2 separate regions of the Sorghum bicolor genome follow, and region 2 is linked to region 1. Evidence: chromatin contacts called from public HiCAR-type data. All regions are on one chromosome and are shown on one strand. The core of a region is the stretch at or near the end of the contact, and the rest is flanking DNA. Distances in the headings are between cores, read along the strand shown.

Region 1 (2,743 bases), core at 152-2,651:
CATACAGCAGCACGTCTGATGATCGGCGACTGTTTTAGTTGGAGAGCAGCGCGTCCCAGTCGATCTCGTAGGACGGGTACTTGCGGAGAACGAAGCTCTCGGCCTCGTCCCACGGCGCCTCGCTGAAGTCCAGCTGCCCCATGTCCGCTACCACCGGCGGCGCCACAACCACCGGCGTCGTCGTCGTCCGGGAGGACATCTCCTCGTCCGACCCGGAGCCTTCGTCGGAGGAGCTGTTGCTCGGACACGCCGCCGTCGCTTCCAGGACGGGCGCGTTGATCGGCATCGCCTTGCTCTGCTTGGCCCTGGCGCCGCCCTTGGACGACGCGGCGGCGATGGTGGCGCAGATGGCCTGGAGCTTGGCGTCGACGGCGGGGTCGAGCGGCGCCCTGGACGCCGCGTTGTCGGGGAAGTTGAGGCGCGCCGCGTCCCCGCGGAGGCGGTACGCCGCCTGGTCGTAGGCCAGCGCGGCTTCCTCGGCGGTGTCGAAGGTGCCGAGCCACAGGCGGGTGCGGTTCCGGGGGAGACGGATCTCCGCCACCCACTTGCCCCAGTGGCGCTGCCGCACGCCGCGGTACAGCTTCTGGGCAGGCCGCTGCTGCGCCGGCGGGATGGGGACCGCGGGCTTCATGGGCTGCGCCCGCGGGCCCAGCCCCGGGTTCCGCTGCAGGTGGAGCTGGGCCTGGATGAACTGCATCTGCGCCGGGCTCAGGTGGGTCGGCGTCGCCGGCGGGTACTGCGCCGCCGGCGGCATGGGCAGAGGGGATGGGGCGGCGTCTTCTTGCATGAAGGACTCCATCGCTCGCATCAGATCTTCGCTGGGCCCCGGGAGATTTATAGCAGCCGCCATCAAATCGTACAAGAAAATATACTACTACCAACAACTTTTTTTTCTGGGGATTTTTTTTCCAATAAAAGAAAGAATAAATCGCCTAGTTCTTAGCTAAAATCAAAGAACAGGCTAGGACAGATCTACGACTGATGATCACTGAACGAACAGAGAGATGTGGAAAAAGAACCTCTCTTCGCTATCCCACCAAAAAAGAAGAAAAAAAAAAGAAGGAGAAAATCAGAGACCAGAAACTAAAAGGCTCTGGAGCTCTGTTGTAATAGCTAGTAGGATCCAAGGAAGAAGAAAGAGGAATCCAACAACTATGAACAAGAGACGAGCGACGGGAAGAGGAGAGTGAGAGCTGCAAGGATGATTCTACCTGGAAGACGGAAGAACTCGCTCAGAGCTATTCGTCCTACCTCGCTCAGACCTCACGGAGACGACGGTGCGTGTGTGGATTGGGGGATTTCTGGCTGGCGTGGAGTGTTTGTGGAAGAAGAAGAAGAGGGGATTGTGTGTGTGGTGTGGTGTTTGGGTTGAGGAGCTCAGGGGGAACACCATGGCTGCTCTTTTATAAGTAGGCAGGGCAGCGATGATCTTTTTTCCCAACCTTATCAACCACCTCACTAACCACCTCTTCCTAATCGCGCTTTTTCGCCCCGAGGACGAAGCTTCGTCCCGTGAGGCTGCCATGCGGGCCCGGGCCCCACGCGGAGAATCCGCGGGTGGGGTTTCGGCGGGGGCGCGGTGACAGGTCAGGGGAGCCACTGCCGTGGCGCCACGTGTGCTGTCGCAGGGCACGTGCCCCGGGACGCGACCGGCAGGTGGCGGTTTTTCGAGGGCGCGTGGCGCGGAGCCAGTGGTGGGGGCGAGTGGCTGTTCGCTGCTCGCTTTCGCTGTGGCGGATGGAGTGATGCTGGGGCTGCAGCTGCAGGCGCGGCTGCGCGGTGCGCGGCGGTAGGCGACGCGCGGGGGCGCGTGTGTTGTTTTGGCGAGCACGCACGCAAGTGTGCGGCCGCAGGCGGCGGGAGACCGGGAGATGGTGCCGTGGTGTGCACCGCTCTGATTTTTTTTTGTTTTTTATTTACCAGTAATAGAGTACCGAAAATAAAAACTTTTTGGTGTCTCTTTTTTTTTATGGATCGGTGCTTCGTTTATACTCACCCCGTCTCAAAAACAACGTTGTTGTTGACTTTCAGACATTGTTTGACCATCTGTTTTATTAAAACTTTTTATATAAATATCGTCTATTTTGATATGACTTATTTGATCATTAAAGGTACTTTAATAATAATTTATCTATTTTAGAATTTACATAAAAAATTTGAATAAGACGAGCGGTTAAACATGATTGGTCAAAGTAAAAAATATTGGTCTTTTTGAAATGGAGGGAGTAGCTTTTATGACTTGGTCGTAAAGGACCCCGCGCTTTGTTTGCAGCTTGGGGGCCTTGTTTAGTTCGCAAAATTTTTTTTGTTTTTAGGTACTGTAGCATTTCATTTTTATTTGACAAACATTGTCCAATCACGGAGTAACTTGGCTCAAAAGATTCATCTCACAAATTACAGATAAACTATGCAGTTAGTTTTTATTTTCGTCTATATTTAATGCTCCATGCATGCGACCAAAGATTCGATGTGACGGGAAATCTTGAAAATTTTTGCGAACTAAACAAGGCCTAGTTTCCCAAAAATTTTGTAAAATTTTTCACATTCCCTATCACATCGAATCTTTATACGTACGCATAGAGTATTAAATATAGATGAAAATAAAAACTAATTGCACAGTTTGGTCGGAATTGACGAGACGAATCTTTTGAGTCTAGTTAGTCCATAATTGGACAATATTTGTCAAATATAAACGAAAGTGTTACTATTTCTATTTTGCAAAATTTTTTGAAAGTAAACAAGG
Region 2 (2,743 bases), core at 170-2,669, 220 kb before region 1:
AACCGCCCAGGTTTGATGCTGCGCATTCAGTTCTGCTGTGCACCTGTGCAGCATGGACACGTCGTCCTATCCAAGCTGATGGAGCACCTACATGGCTGCTGCTCCCTTTTGGATTTTGAATGTTCCATGCGTGGGGTGGTGCTGCTGGTTGCTTGATGAATGGCTTTTAAATTTTGAAATTTCATAATTTTTTCAAATGAGCTCCAAATTAGGAAAATAATATATTTATTTTAATTATCTCAACAAGCTCTTCGCAATGACGTACTCTATTTAGTATTCTAGATTGTTTTCCAACGATGAATATTTGAAATAATATTCTAGTCATTTTTGCATAAACTTGTAACTGCTCCGAATATTATTTATACATATTTTTACATATCTGGTAAAACAAAGCACTGATATATTGAAGTACGTGTGTACATTAGTGGGAAGCAAGTTATATAATTGTGCTTTATCATCTTATTTAGCTATTTGTATATGTGATCAAATATATGTTGCTAATTATTTATTATATATTTTCTTAAAAAATATTTATTATATGTCATTATATTACACCGGTTCAAAGCATTTATGAACGATTCAGTTCATCCGGTCCAAAACAATCGAACCGGCGGTTCAACCGGTTCTTAACGGTTGGACCAATAAACCATTGAACCGATGATCTCACCGGATCGATATCCGGTCCGACCCTAATAACTATGAATAGTAGTACGTGGGTCGACCTGTCAGCTCTTTTCACAACAGTAGCAGCTCAAGATGGCAATGGGTATCTGAAACCCGAAATCCGATGGATTTTTTACTCTATTAGAACAAGGGTATGGGTCAATTTTTCTACTCATGAGTTTGTTAATGGATAAAAATCTAGATTCAATAGGTTTATAGACATAGGTCTGGGATATAGTACCCAAACCCATAAACCATGGGTTTTTAAAACCCGACCCATCATAGTGAAGCAATCATATTAGTCCACAATATCCTAAATTTTTCTACTAAACTACTCCGTTCATCGACATATATAAGATGATATGTCCATTCAAGTAAAAAATGAAAAGAGTGAATATAATTTTATGTTCTGAGACATGATTTTTATGTTCTATTTTTTCTTTATTGCTACGTGGATGTACCCATGGGCAATCCGATGGGTACCCATGACTCGATGGGCACGAGTCTAGACACCAAATTAAACCCGTCATAAGTTATGAGATTTTTAGCGGACAAATTTTATGTTCATGGACATGAGTTTGGGGTAATAAAACCCCGCAGATTTATAACCGTTTGCATCTGTAGTAACAGCCAACATGGGCTCATGCTGCGTGTGATGATAGACCGACACATCAGCTCGCACGTCACCACCACAAATCGTGTGTGCATGGAACCTGAGTTTCCATTTTTTCTTAAAAAAAAAACCCCACAAAATAGTGTGCTTTGTCGTGGAGGCACACGGCCCACCAGCTCCCTCCGCCGTGCTCCTCTGCTCACTGCCTTGGATTCCGCTTCGCTTCCTCCGGTCCTCTCTCCGCCGCGCCTCCACCAGTCTCCAGGGAGCACGACTGCGCCACCTCTCCCCACTTCCCATGGCGGCGCTGGGCACGGCGACCACACCCGCAGCAGCTCCCGGGGCGCCGCGCTGCTATAATCGGCACCCGCGGCCGCGGCACCACATCGCGGCGCGCCGGAACCGGGTTGCCTCGGCGAGGAGGCTTGACCTGTGCGCCAGCGCCTCACCCTCACCTGCCGTCACTGCTCCCGACATACCCGACGAAGCTGTCGAGGTGAGCTCCCCCGACCCGCCCCGCCCCGCCCCGCCCCGCTGAAGCATTCCGTCGAGCGGAGAGCCCGTCCACTTAGAAGTTAGACCACACACTCCGCTGAGAAGGCGGGGAGTTAATAAAAGCGTGCTTTCCATTTCAGGAACCCTTGGTGGAGCCGGCGGCGGAGACGAAGCTGAGGAAGCTGGCATGTCCAATCTGCTACTACCCCCTCGCGGGCTCGAGCGATCAGTCGGAGTAAGTGGCCTTTCATCATTTCGTTCCGCACCACCTCACCTGCCACTACCACAGCCAACTGGCTATCACGCAGCTTCCCAAAATTGATGGTTGTTTGTTCATCTCTAGCGATGCTTCCAGTCTCGAATGTTCAACCTGCAAGAAATCCTACCCGAACAAACAGGATTACTGGGATCTTACAGTGTCAGTTGGTTCGATAGAGTACTCTGAGTCCATGCCAGCAGCAACAGAATTGTTCAGGTAAGGAGCCTTGTTTGTTTCTTCTGGGATTAGCTGGCCTGGTGAATTTTGGTGAAATGAGGGGACGAGGGAATTAATCACAGACGAAATTGACCTTCTGAAGCTTAAAATTCTAGTGTCCCATAAATTAGGGGCATGATTCACTTGGCCTTCTGCTTCACTTCTCTGAGAGCTGGAATTATTTTAAAAATTACCCCCACTAACTAACAGCTGAAAGCATTCCTAAGGCTCTAAGCCTCTAAATTGGAAACACAAGAAATCTTGATGTCCTTTTGAAGCCTTGAAAATGTTGCTGACAGAGATACTTTCTTTTGCATACAGTCAACCAATGAACCAATTAAAGGTTGCATGTCATACTAGTATCAATGTTTGCCAAACTGTTTCTTTTGGGGCTGGGGGACAATGAATATGGGACTGCATTTGTTAATTAGTTCTACCAAATTATTTCTTAGTCCTTACAGATGATTATTCAAACAGGACTCCACTGGTATCATTTC

Evidence for each region. HiCAR-type assays count read pairs that join an accessible place to other places.
Region 2: a contact with region 1 is called in a HiCAR-type map of leaf, with 4 times the contacts expected there. The contact joins the promoter of LOC8070071 here to the promoter of LOC8073540 in region 1. A contact is called at or near these places in 1 of 4 Hi-C or Micro-C datasets (leaf mesophyll) and 1 of 1 datasets of contacts at active chromatin or transcription factors (leaf).

What each region holds. Positions count from the first base shown.
Region 1 is chr7:53,161,695-53,164,437 of Sorghum_bicolor_NCBIv3, reverse strand. LOC8073540 (ethylene-responsive transcription factor ERF060) reads right to left here and starts at 1,401. Exons shown (of 1, transcript XM_002444274.2): 1 at 1-1,401. The coding sequence starts at 850. The coding sequence ends at 35.
Region 2 is chr7:53,385,706-53,388,448 of Sorghum_bicolor_NCBIv3, reverse strand. It overlaps LOC8070071, which reads left to right and starts at 1,419. Exons shown (of 9, transcript XM_021464996.1): 1 at 1,419-1,772; 2 at 1,912-2,006; 3 at 2,127-2,246; 4 at 2,724-2,743. The coding sequence starts at 1,575.